4 separate regions of the Mus musculus genome follow, and all the other regions are linked to region 1. A link is a contact called in public HiCAR-type and promoter capture Hi-C data. All regions are on one chromosome and are shown on one strand. The core of a region is the stretch at or near the end of the contact, and the rest is flanking DNA. Distances in the headings are between cores, read along the strand shown. Region 1 holds the start of Ppp2r1a (protein phosphatase 2, regulatory subunit A, alpha). Region 2 holds the start of Paqr4 (progestin and adipoQ receptor family member IV). Region 3 holds the start of Zscan10 (zinc finger and SCAN domain containing 10). Region 4 holds the start of Zfp40 (zinc finger protein 40).

Region 1 (2,549 bases), core at 23-2,522:
TTCCCATTTAACAGAAGAGAAACACAGACTGCCTGAGTCAATTTGCAAAAATTGCAAGATCCAGGAGTACAAATCCAGTCTTGCCAACAATGGAACCAGAGTCACACATAAATACGTAAGACTTAGAGGATAGGCCCAGGTTCAGGAAGGTGACTGAGTGCAGCATGAACAATTCTATATAAAAGGAAAAGCAGAGGGCTGTAGCACAGTGCCACAATAGCCACACCCCCAAAATAATTGCTAACATTTATAGAGCCTTTACATACAGCCAGTTTCATTTTACTACTTTTCCTCGGCCACCGAGGGAAACCAGGACTATTATTAGCCGCTATTTGTAGAAAACAGAAGCCAGGGGCGATGAAATAATGTGCACACAAGGTCATCCTCAGGTGAGAGGATGCGGCCTTGAGGTCTGACCTCTTTTTCAAATCCAAAGCAGTCCGACAACTCTGGGGTCCTGGCTCATTCTTCTCCCATGAACCAGAACTATCAACTCTCTTGGCAGGCCGGCTTGGGACCAGGTCGGAGAACAGGTGGGTCTGTGCACGTTACCCACCCCAGCTACGGCTAGTTAAATCTCAGGAGAGGATACTTTCACCGCCTCCTTCCTCCTCCTTCAGGAGAGCTAACCCAAAATACAAGGTGGAGGTCGGTGAAGAATGGACAGAAATCTCGGTATCAGTCCCCAATCCCAATATCAGTCCCCACTCCTTCCAGTTAAAACGAAAACATTAAAAGCAATGGGAACTCTACCCGGGTCGCCAGGACCCCTGAGGGTTTCTACTCAGCAGGTCACGCGCCCCCGCCGATTCTCTACAAAGAGCCATTCTGAGTCCGCCGCCAATCACCGACTGGCAGGCGGCAACAAGACCGCCACCCTATCTCGGGCCGCCCAGGCCCAGATCTGGGGCGGCCGCGCGCACTCAGGTAGGACCCTCGAGGCTTGCCCTCCGCTTGGCCGGGCACCCAATGAAGGCTGCCATCTCATCGAACCTTGCTATTAAGAAAGATGAGACCTGAATTCTGATTGGCTGCCGCTGCTTTCCGCCACTCCCGGAGAACCCGGAGCCATCGCTCCCACATTCCGCGAAGATCCCCGTCCCCGATCTCCCCCACACACTCTAACGGAAGGATCCCCGTACCTGAACGTCCTCATTGCGGAGTTCATCTATGAGCACCGCAATAGGATAGAGCGAATCGTCACCGTCGGCAGCTGCCATCTTGGCTCCCTGGCGTTTCTATCAGGCAGCAGCGAGCTCCAGGCGGAATCCGGGATCGGGCGGGGCGGTGCCGGGGAAAGGACGCAAAGCGGACGTGGGGGCGCCCGAGCCGCCCTACAGGGGCCGTCCCGCCGCCATTGCCGCACAAGCTCGCGTCTGTTTGGTCTGAACCAACCAAGTCCCGCCTACTTCTCATTCACCATTGGCCGGACGAATGAGATGTTTTTCCCGAAGGACGAGAGGAACCGGAAGTGAAGTATCTTAGTGACCAAGATTGTGCCCGCCTACGTCGCTGCTAGCAACCACGGGAACAAGCAGGTCTAGCTGCCAATGAGAGTCGAGGGTGGGAGGTGGCTAAGATGGCCCCTTGGGGAGAGGCGGAGAAGACTTAAGCTGGAGTCTTGGGAGCTATGCGTGACGTAATGAAGGACATGCTTGTCTGGTTCTGCTATACCGGTCTCTGTAAAGGAGGGACTCCTAAGTAGGGAGATTTGCCTTGCTTGGTTTCTAGGATGCGGTTCTGGGGCTCTTGGCGTTCAAGGCTTTATTACCCACCCCCCTTACCCGGAAGAAATAGAGCGGCCAGAGCGAGTCTTCATCCTGCCGGGGAGCTTCTAGGTAGCTAGTAAAAAATGAACAAGGTCGAAAGTTTTTTGAGGATGGACCTCTGCCTCATAATGAGCTTGGGCGCTGTGATTCACTTAGAAGGCGAATATAAAACTATCACAATCCTTTCTCCTTAAGGTTGAAAATATGAAAGGGAAGAAGGTGGGCATAGCGGGGTTGTTAGATGCTATCAAGGTTGTTAAAGCGTGGCTATTTCTATACTTGATTTTTGTTTTCTCCTTTCGACTCCCCTCGCCTCTCCCCTCCTCCATCATCCTCCCCCCCACACCTCCATTCCTCCCTTCCCCCTTCTTCCTCTCCAATTAGAGAGAAAATTGAGAAAGCACCCTCACAGAGAGTGGAAATAAACAAACAAACAAACAAACAACCCCCCCCCCCTCACAGAGAGTAGGCGTTCCTAAGTAATGATGCAGATCACATATCTCTGGCCCTGAATAGGAAACACTTGGTCTTGTGATAACGAACAGAAGGCATAGCCATGTGTGAAAGTGCACATGCTTTCAATCATGAAACTCAGGAAGCAAAAACTTGTCATCTTTCTGAGATTGACATCATCTTGGTCTACATAGTGACCTCCGGGCCAGTCAAAGGTCTATGGTGTAACCCTCAAAAGACAGCCATACCATTGCCTCATCCCATAAGAGTTAATCCAAATGGTCTGGCTTAGAAACTTCAGTTTATACGCTACCTCACTAAAAGAGT
Region 2 (2,549 bases), core at 26-2,525, 2.8 Mb before region 1:
TATTTGGGAACTTGGCCTGACCCTTGGGGTCCAGATGACTGAAGCCAAAGGACAAAGGGAATCCAACACCCTAATTCATGGACCTTGATGTGATGGGTGGTGTTTGGTTTCAGGGTTCTTTGCGCCTCTTTTGGGGATGGTCCTGGACTGCTGCCCTCGATGAAAGGTTAGGGGCCAACAAAAGTGATCTAAAGCCGGGCGTGGTGGCGCATGCCTTTAGTCCCAGCACTCGGGAGGCAGAGGCAGGAGGATTTCTGGCCAGCCTGGTCTACAAAGTGAGTTCCAGGACAGCCAAGGCTATACAGAGAAACCCTGTCTCAAAAAACAAAACAAAACAAAAACAAAAACAAAACAAAAGTGATCTAAAGACTCAGTATAGACTTAAAATAAAAGGCCTATTTTGGTAGAGGCTTTAGCAAGTTCTTTGCGCGAGGAAGAACCTGTCGATAAGGGTGTGGGCAGGGGGGCTGCAGGTGGGATGCTGGGTGTCCACACTGTGAGCTTTCTTATGAGAGGATGTGGAAGTTGGTCTTGGGTAGTTTTATGAGGAAGAAGCGCCTTCCTTGTCCCTGCCAGAGTAGAAGAGAACCGACCTTGCTTCCCTGGTCTCCTGCCTTTGCCCGTTCCTTGCCTGTACTGGGCAGGGCTAAGGGTGTGCTTTGTGGGCGATAAAAGGGAGTGAATTGGGTGGAACCCAAGCTCGAAGCAGCCTGGCCGGAAGGGCTGGGCCTCGCTAAGGGTTCCAGGTGCACCACACATCTTAGACGCTTGGGTTCCCCGCCAATGGAAATATGCCTCCAAAGTGGGTAAGCGCCTGCGCTGCTCAGGACTCTTCTGGGGGGTGTGGGGGGTGGTGGTGGGGCGCTTAGCCAGCAGCACCTTGGACAGAGTCTGACTGTGGGTTTAGAGCTGGGTAGCCGGGTTATGTGCTTGAGGTAGGTGCCCAAAGGTGCGGCAACCTGAAGGTCATTAAGAAAGCTGGGGTGTGATAATGTTGGTAGACCCAAGGTGCTAGGCCACTCCAGTGGAGGAGCCCGACACAGAAACTCGCGTCGCAAGCCAACAGCCACTCCACGCAAAGAAGGCTGGAACCGCATATGTTAAAAAGAGAAGGCATGGGCGGTCTCGGGGCGGAGCATCTCCGTCCGCAGAGCCCATTGGTCCCTGCAACAAGAACGTCAGGAATCCAGCGCGCGAAACACAGGCAGGGTGGCGGGGGCGAGGAGCCGGGGTGGAGCCTGCTGTCCCCTCCGGCGTCCGGCCGCGCCCGTCCTCCGGGCTGCGGCGAGACGCCTGGCTGCCGTTGCGGCCAACCGGAGCTCTCCCTCCGCCGCTCTGCTACGGTGGAGCTGAATGCACTGAGCTCCGACCTGGGGTTGCCAGCTTTCTCTCCCTTGCGGGGGCGTCGAACTCGCGCGTGCGCAGCGCGTGAGGGAAGGGGGCCGGGACCTCCTTGCTGACCCGGGCAGGGCCACCGGATAGCCGGAGGTGAATCGGGATGAGCTTCCCAGCGCTGCAGCTCCACTGAGAAGGAAGCCCAGGCGCAGAGGGTCGCCGGTCGGCCGCAGTGCGTGAGGCCATGGCATTCCTGACCGGGCCTCGTCTCCTGGACTGGGCTAGCTCGCCGCCGCACCTGCAGTTCAATAAGTTCGTATTAACCGGCTACCGGCCGGCCAGCAGCGGCTCGGGCTGTCTGCGCAGCCTTTTCTACCTACACAACGAGCTGGGCAACATCTACACACACGGTAGGTGAGCCGCGCCCCGATTCACGCTTCTTGCACTCGCGGCCGCCTTGCCTGTGAGCACAGCAGCCCCCCAAGCTCAAGTCCTGGACTGTCCCTGCTCTGGTTGGGTCAGGCGCCGCGGTGACAAAGCTGCCATTGTCCCAAGCTTCGTTGCCAGCTCCTGCTTTCCCAGTAGTGCCCCAAAGCAGGACAGGGGAGCAGAGTGAGAGCCAGCTTAATCCGGCTGAGCTCTAGGGGTAAGAATCCTGGTATCCCCTTGATAATCCTGCGCCTTGGGCACCCTCCCCCTCCAGCGCTCATCCTGGAGATGGGCGTTCACTGGCTAGGAGGAATTGGAGAGAAGACTGCCCCTGCCTGACCCAAGCCCTTCCTCGCGATAGCCTTGAGTCCCCACGACCATAGCAGTACCGTGGGGCTCCGCTTTCCCCCACCCCGCCCCCCAACACACTTCTTGCGGGCCCCTAGAGCTCTGCTGACACAGCCCTGGCCTGTCCTTGAGCCGCCCCAGCTGGGAGAGGGAACTAGAGCCAGCTAGGTTTAGACTTGGGCTTTTCTCTAGAGGAAGAGCGCTATTGTCTAGTCAGACCCCCACCAAGAGTGGGGCTGATGCCTGCATTTGTCCTCTATTAAGGCAATGCCAACTGGTTGTGGGGAAGGGAGGAATGTCCAAGAAAGGCCAGCACTGGAAAGAACAGAGCTGAAAGCGCCCCAGTGGAGACAGGATAGGCTTCTTCCAGTCCTTTCCCCTCATTCTGGCCTTTCCTGGCTTTCTTTATGGAAAACAAAAAGACCCAAAGCCTCCAT
Region 3 (2,549 bases), core at 22-2,521, 2.7 Mb before region 1:
CACACAGGAAACAGCATTGCATTTCGCTGTCTGAAGAAGCATATGAAATATGATATGGAGGCGCTCCAGGCTCAGAGCGTGGCTGCTTTTCCGGAGCTCATGAGACTTCAAGTCCCAGAACTCACATGGCAACTCCCAACTGTTGGTGGGACCCAGTTCCCTCTTATAGTGCGCAGATGCACATTCATACAAACCCTCTGTATATAAAATAAATAAACCTTAAAAAAATAAAAACAATTAGAGAGTGAAGTCACTCTGGCCACTCTGCAGCAGATGCTCGTGAGTTCCAAGCGTTTAGCAGCCCAGTCAGTTGCCTGCTGCTCACTTCATCCCGCCCGGACTCACTTGCTAGATCAACCTATTAATCCTACAGGTTCAGAGAGTCCAAGGTGATTTACTCACAGCTTCACCCGGTGCTGCAATACTGCTTGCTAAAGTGGAAATGGGGTTCCGAACCCACTATTTGCGTCCTACCCCATGAAATTTTGCCAGTATTAGCTTGGAGTATGACAGCATAGATAAGAAAGAGAGAATTCTAGATTCTGGTCAAAGGCCCGCCTAACCACACAGCAGCTGGAATTTCTAGGTGAGGACTTGCCAGAGGTTTCCAAGAGATGGAATTCAGGCAAGTAGGCCTTAGAAAGCCTGTCCCTCCCCCAGGTCTCCAGGACAAAAGGCCTATTAATATGCACCTCTGTAGGGGGTTGGCTGGGTGTGGGGCGAGAAAGCTCTTTAGTGAAATCTGGCCGGTCTAAATTTGTATGTAGGTACTGCTATAAAATCCACCTACACACTAGGGAGCTAGAGTGGTCCTCTGCAAGAAATAACCCCCTTTCTCTGCTAGCAGTCTAACTTGCTCAACTCTGTTAACTTGTTTTTTTTTTTTTTTTTTTTTTTTTTTTTAAGGCAGAGATCCCCTTCTGGTGCTAGGAACGCATGGCATCGTCACTTCTGGGACCCTCCCTCATGTCTCCAAGGCCACAAATGCATCATGCTGTGTGGCCTTGGAGTCTCCAGCACGAGTTACCCGCTCATTATAACCAAGACTTTTCTAGCTCTCAGCCTACCAGTAGGTCCCCCGAAACACCCTTCACTCTCCACAGTGCTGTAAGCCTACACCCCAGCCCTCCAACTCACCACTCCAGGTACCGACGCCTGAGGCCGAGATGTTTGGGGATCCTTGGGAGAATTCAGGGTAAGAGGCAGCGTAGCCTAGTTTGGGAAAGGAATCCCGGGAAATGGAACAGGAAGTTCCCTGCCTGACCCATCCCTTTCAGGTAAGGGGATAAAGGGGCTTCCAGGAATTAACCCTTCACCTCCCAGTCTGGGTGGGGTAAGGAAGAGGGAGGAGCCAGAAACAAACCAAGGGAAAAGTGATGACTCCAGATTCTAACTTTGCCAAGCTTCTGTAAGAGTTAAGTTACTCTAAGCCAGAGCTTCTCCATCTACGCGGAGACAGACTGATGCCCTTTTGGGGCCAAGAGCTTCTGTTTTACGTGCTTGCTGTGTGTAGGCCTCTTTGCTTGGCTTTTCATTCATACAACAAATATTTATCTACATGTTTATTAAACAGCAGGCTCTAAGGACATGGAGCTAAACTGAGGAATGAGGCCCTGCCCCAGGTGGATTTGGGGTGTGGGGGTTGCATTCCAAGGAACAGATGAGACTGCAGTTGTAAGAAAATAAAATAGGTCAATTAGAGTGGAAAACACCTTTAATTCCAGCACTCAGGAGGCAGAGGCAGGTGGATCTCTTATTAGTTCAAGACCAGCCTGGTCTACATATTGAGTTACAGGTTATAGTTACGTGGTGAGACCTTGTCTCAAAGTAGAAAAGGAGGGGGACAGAAGGCAGGTGTGATGGTTTACACCTGCAGTGCTATCTTTTCCAGGTTCAGCTAAGGCTGGAAGAGTGCCCTGAATTCCAGATGGGCTTGGTGTAACAGAGTGAACTTGTCTCAAAAACTCAAAACCAAAGGGATACATCTCAGTTGGTAGAATGCTTTCCTGCCAAGCAGGAAGCACACATCATAAAATTGGGCATGATCGTGCACACTTGTAATCTCTGCATCTGGGAAATGGAGGCAGGCCTCTTTCAGCTAATATGAAGTCTGAAGTCACTGGGCTACATGAAATCCCGCCTCAAAACAAACAAACAAAAACCTGGGCCACTGACTTCCACAAGTAGTCCTCTGACTTCCACATGTGCCCCCACCCAACCTATAAATAAGTAAATAAATAAATGTAGTGAGAAAAAAATTAAAACATACACCGACAAGAAGATGTGATAAAGATGAGTGTTCCTCAGTCCATATAGCTTTTAAAAGTCTCCCCCACCAGAATCCTGCTAGTGGCTTTGTCCTACTAACAGCGCCCTCCGCCTCGCCCCGCCTCTCAGGAGAAGTTACCTCCACAAACCCTTTGGAGCCCACTTTAAAGTCAAACTCTCCCCTTTGCATTGATGGGCTTTCTTAGTTACATGCTCCCAAATACAGAGGAGGATTCCTTCCGGGAATCAGTGGTGCTATCTGGAGTGTCCACCCCGTTCTA
Region 4 (2,549 bases), core at 23-2,522, 2.2 Mb before region 1:
GATTGAGTTGTTAATGTCTAAAATTTAAATTATTTCATATAAGTGTTGGATGCACAGTTTAAATTTCACTTCTGCCTTTAAACAGTGCTACTTGTGTATTTTCTTTTAATTCATCATTTCCTTTGACTGAGACATCCCGCTCCCGTACTTTGTCTTCAAGCCTGATATTCTGTCTCCTACCTGTTCTGAGTTATTATTAGACATTGCAGTTTTGATTTCTTGCTTCACTTCAGTTTGGACTTTTTCGATGTTTCTAGCTACTTATTGAATTCAATCTTCATATCTTAAGTCGTCCTCATTTCCATCAGCATTTGCTATCTGCCCCCTCCCCCCAACAAATCATTTTGTTCCTGTCTTTTTTTAGTTCATTTACATGCTCAACCTGCTTTGTTCTCCTTGAATTTGACTCTTGGTTTTTGAGCTATGTATCTTTAAGATACCACTTACAGTGTTTTCCTTAAAGGACACAGCTATAGTTTTTTTTTGTTTTGTTTTGTTTTGTTTTGGGTTTTTTGTTTGTTTGTTTGTTTGTTTGTTTGTCTGTTTTAGGTCAAGGGCATTTTAACCTTAGGTTTACTATAATGTTGGGAGCGGAACAAAAGTCAGAATTTAGGGTGTCGGCTGATTCCTTTTTGCTGTAGTCCAGAAGGCTAGTATCTCAAGATGAAAAGTTAGGCAGAATAACTTCTATCTGAAGACTTCAGAAGCCACGGTCTGGGTCAGACCTGGGTGCAGCGGACTAGATCCAGTTCTGGTCTAGCTGTCAGCAAGCCTGGTAGGTGGGTGGGTGGGACTGTGCTGAGCGTGTGCAGCGCAGCCTGACAGCTAGAGCTGTGTGACAGGCTGTCCAATACTGACTAGGAGGGACCTGCCTCCGCGGAGCGGGGATACTCGCCTGATCAGAAGGCGAGGAAGTTTTTAAAAACGAAAACAATCGGATAGACTTGGAAAAAAAGAAAGAAAGAAAGAAAGAAAGAAAGAAAGAAAGAAAGAAAGAAAGAAAGAAAGAAAGAAAGAAAGAAAGAAAGAAAGAAAGAAAGAAAGAAAGAAAGAAAGAAAGAAAGAAAGAAAGAAAGAAAGAAAGAAAGAAAGAAAGAAAGAAAGAAAGAGAAGAGCTTGGGAGGGGTGGGCTTACAAAAAAAAAAAAAAAAAAAAAAAAAACCCTCACGTAACCGGAACCAGCGTGTGGTGGGCGGAGCTAGGGCGGTGCTCCAAGGAGCCTGCACAGAGTGACAGAAAAATTCACCATTCACTGAGGGACCGGGGAAGCTGCGAGGTCCGGAATCCGGGGTGGAGGACACGGGCTTCTCTAGGAGGGCGTGAAAATTCCAGGCATCCACAGGTGCCGCGAGAGGAGTCCTGAGAAAGTCATTAGTCAACAGCGCTGTAGCTTGAGCCTCAGCCCGGCAGCCATAGAACGCCCAGGTCAGAGGAGCCGCGGGGCTGGGAAACGGGCGGGAGCAAGGGTGGAGGCTGCTCAAAGGAAGCCGCTCTCACAATTCTGTAGTAGATAATCTTTTAACCATGGATAGCCTACCATTGTCGGGAAGATTGAAATCATATGAACAGGGGTTTATCGTCATTTTTGCATTTATCTTATGCTGGCCAGAATATTTTCATAAAATAATCTGCTAGAGCATTTGCATCATCTGTTGTCTGCAAGCAGGCTTCTCATTGCTTTGTAATAGTTACAAAGCTGCTGGAATTTAAATTCATGCATGCTTTTTTCTAACTTCTGTGTTCTACTACTTGCCTATTTCAGAGATTGTCCTTTGCCCCTGGGACTAAGCACAGCAGAAAGCTTTGTAGATACTAGTCGCATGAAGAACCAGTGCAGATTTGATAGAATCAGAATATACACTGTGACAGAGCAAAACAGTGTAGCGGTTCCTCCATCTTGTTGTATTCCTGCTGAGACCGTTTCCAGGGTTAACTAAAAAATTATTTTCTTGATGGAGAATCCCATGAAAAAAACGACCCAACTCTATTCTAGGTCAGGATGTCCTAGCTAACCTACCATACTTAGCCATTGATTAAAGTTTTTGAGTAACCTCTTCCAGTCAACCTTAGATCCTAGCTGCTGGTGTGCTGGAACCTCCCATCAGGATGGCTAACCTCCTATTTTAGCTACTGTTAAAAACTGCTTGCTTCAAACTACTTACTCTGCAGAATGGCCCCAGCAGCTGCTATGCAAGATGCCTGGATGAGGTCCCTGCCCTTAAAACCCCTATGTTTTGGACATTCACAGAAACACTTAGGTCCCTGAACACTTGGGTGTGGTCTCAACCGGCTGGAATAAAGACTTTGAGTGGGCTATAAACTGTTTGAGTGGTCATCTCTGGCCAGCTACCCATAGCAGTACTTTATTAAATGCCAAAGTTACTGCTGTAAACATTAATGTTTACTAAGCAAATTTTACTCCCTGTTAATTTTCTGTCTTGAGATGTAAGCACTCTATAAATACAGTATTTGGAGTGTAAATACACAATTCAGAAATGTGTAATCATGATTTTATAGTCAGCAAACTCAGTTTAGATTAAAACTAAAAT

Evidence for each region. Promoter capture Hi-C pulls out the DNA fragments that hold promoters and counts their contacts. HiCAR-type assays count read pairs that join an accessible place to other places. Capture Hi-C pulls out chosen DNA fragments and counts their contacts.
Region 2: a contact with region 1 is called in a promoter capture Hi-C map of pre-B cells, with 6 times the contacts expected there. The contact joins the promoter of Paqr4 here to the promoter of Ppp2r1a in region 1. A contact is called at or near these places in 3 of 39 promoter capture datasets (hippocampal neurons, liver and pre-B cells).
Region 3: a promoter capture Hi-C map of adipose tissue shows a contact between it and region 1, with 3 times the contacts expected there. The contact joins the promoter of Zscan10 here to the promoter of Ppp2r1a in region 1. A contact is called at or near these places in 4 of 39 promoter capture datasets (hippocampal neurons, liver and pre-B cells), 1 of 484 Hi-C or Micro-C datasets (rod photoreceptor), 2 of 115 datasets of contacts at active chromatin or transcription factors (astrocytes and embryonic limb bud) and 1 of 9 other capture datasets (adipose tissue).
Region 4: a HiCAR-type map of astrocytes shows a contact between it and region 1, with 5 times the contacts expected there. The contact joins the promoter of Zfp40 here to the promoter of Ppp2r1a in region 1. A contact is called at or near these places in 3 of 39 promoter capture datasets (hippocampal neurons, liver and pre-B cells), 1 of 115 datasets of contacts at active chromatin or transcription factors (astrocytes) and 2 of 9 other capture datasets (adipose tissue and liver).

Annotation. Positions count from the first base shown.
Region 1 is chr17:20,944,177-20,946,725 of GRCm38.p6, reverse strand. Ppp2r1a (protein phosphatase 2, regulatory subunit A, alpha) reads right to left here and starts at 1,272. Exons shown (of 15, transcript NM_016891.3): 1 at 1,143-1,272. The coding sequence starts at 1,220.
Region 2 is chr17:23,739,056-23,741,604 of GRCm38.p6, reverse strand. Paqr4 (progestin and adipoQ receptor family member IV) reads left to right here and starts at 1,275. Exons shown (of 3, transcript NM_023824.3): 1 at 1,275-1,745. The coding sequence starts at 1,580. Kremen2 (kringle containing transmembrane protein 2) reads left to right here. Exons shown (of 10, transcript NM_028416.2): 10 at 1-406.
Region 3 is chr17:23,599,548-23,602,096 of GRCm38.p6, reverse strand. Zscan10 (zinc finger and SCAN domain containing 10) reads right to left here and starts at 1,271. Exons shown (of 7, transcript NM_001289481.1): 1 at 1,138-1,271. It also overlaps a transcript of Zfp13 not described here.
Region 4 is chr17:23,191,951-23,194,499 of GRCm38.p6, reverse strand. Zfp40 (zinc finger protein 40) reads left to right here and starts at 1,272. Exons shown (of 6, transcript NM_009555.2): 1 at 1,272-1,425.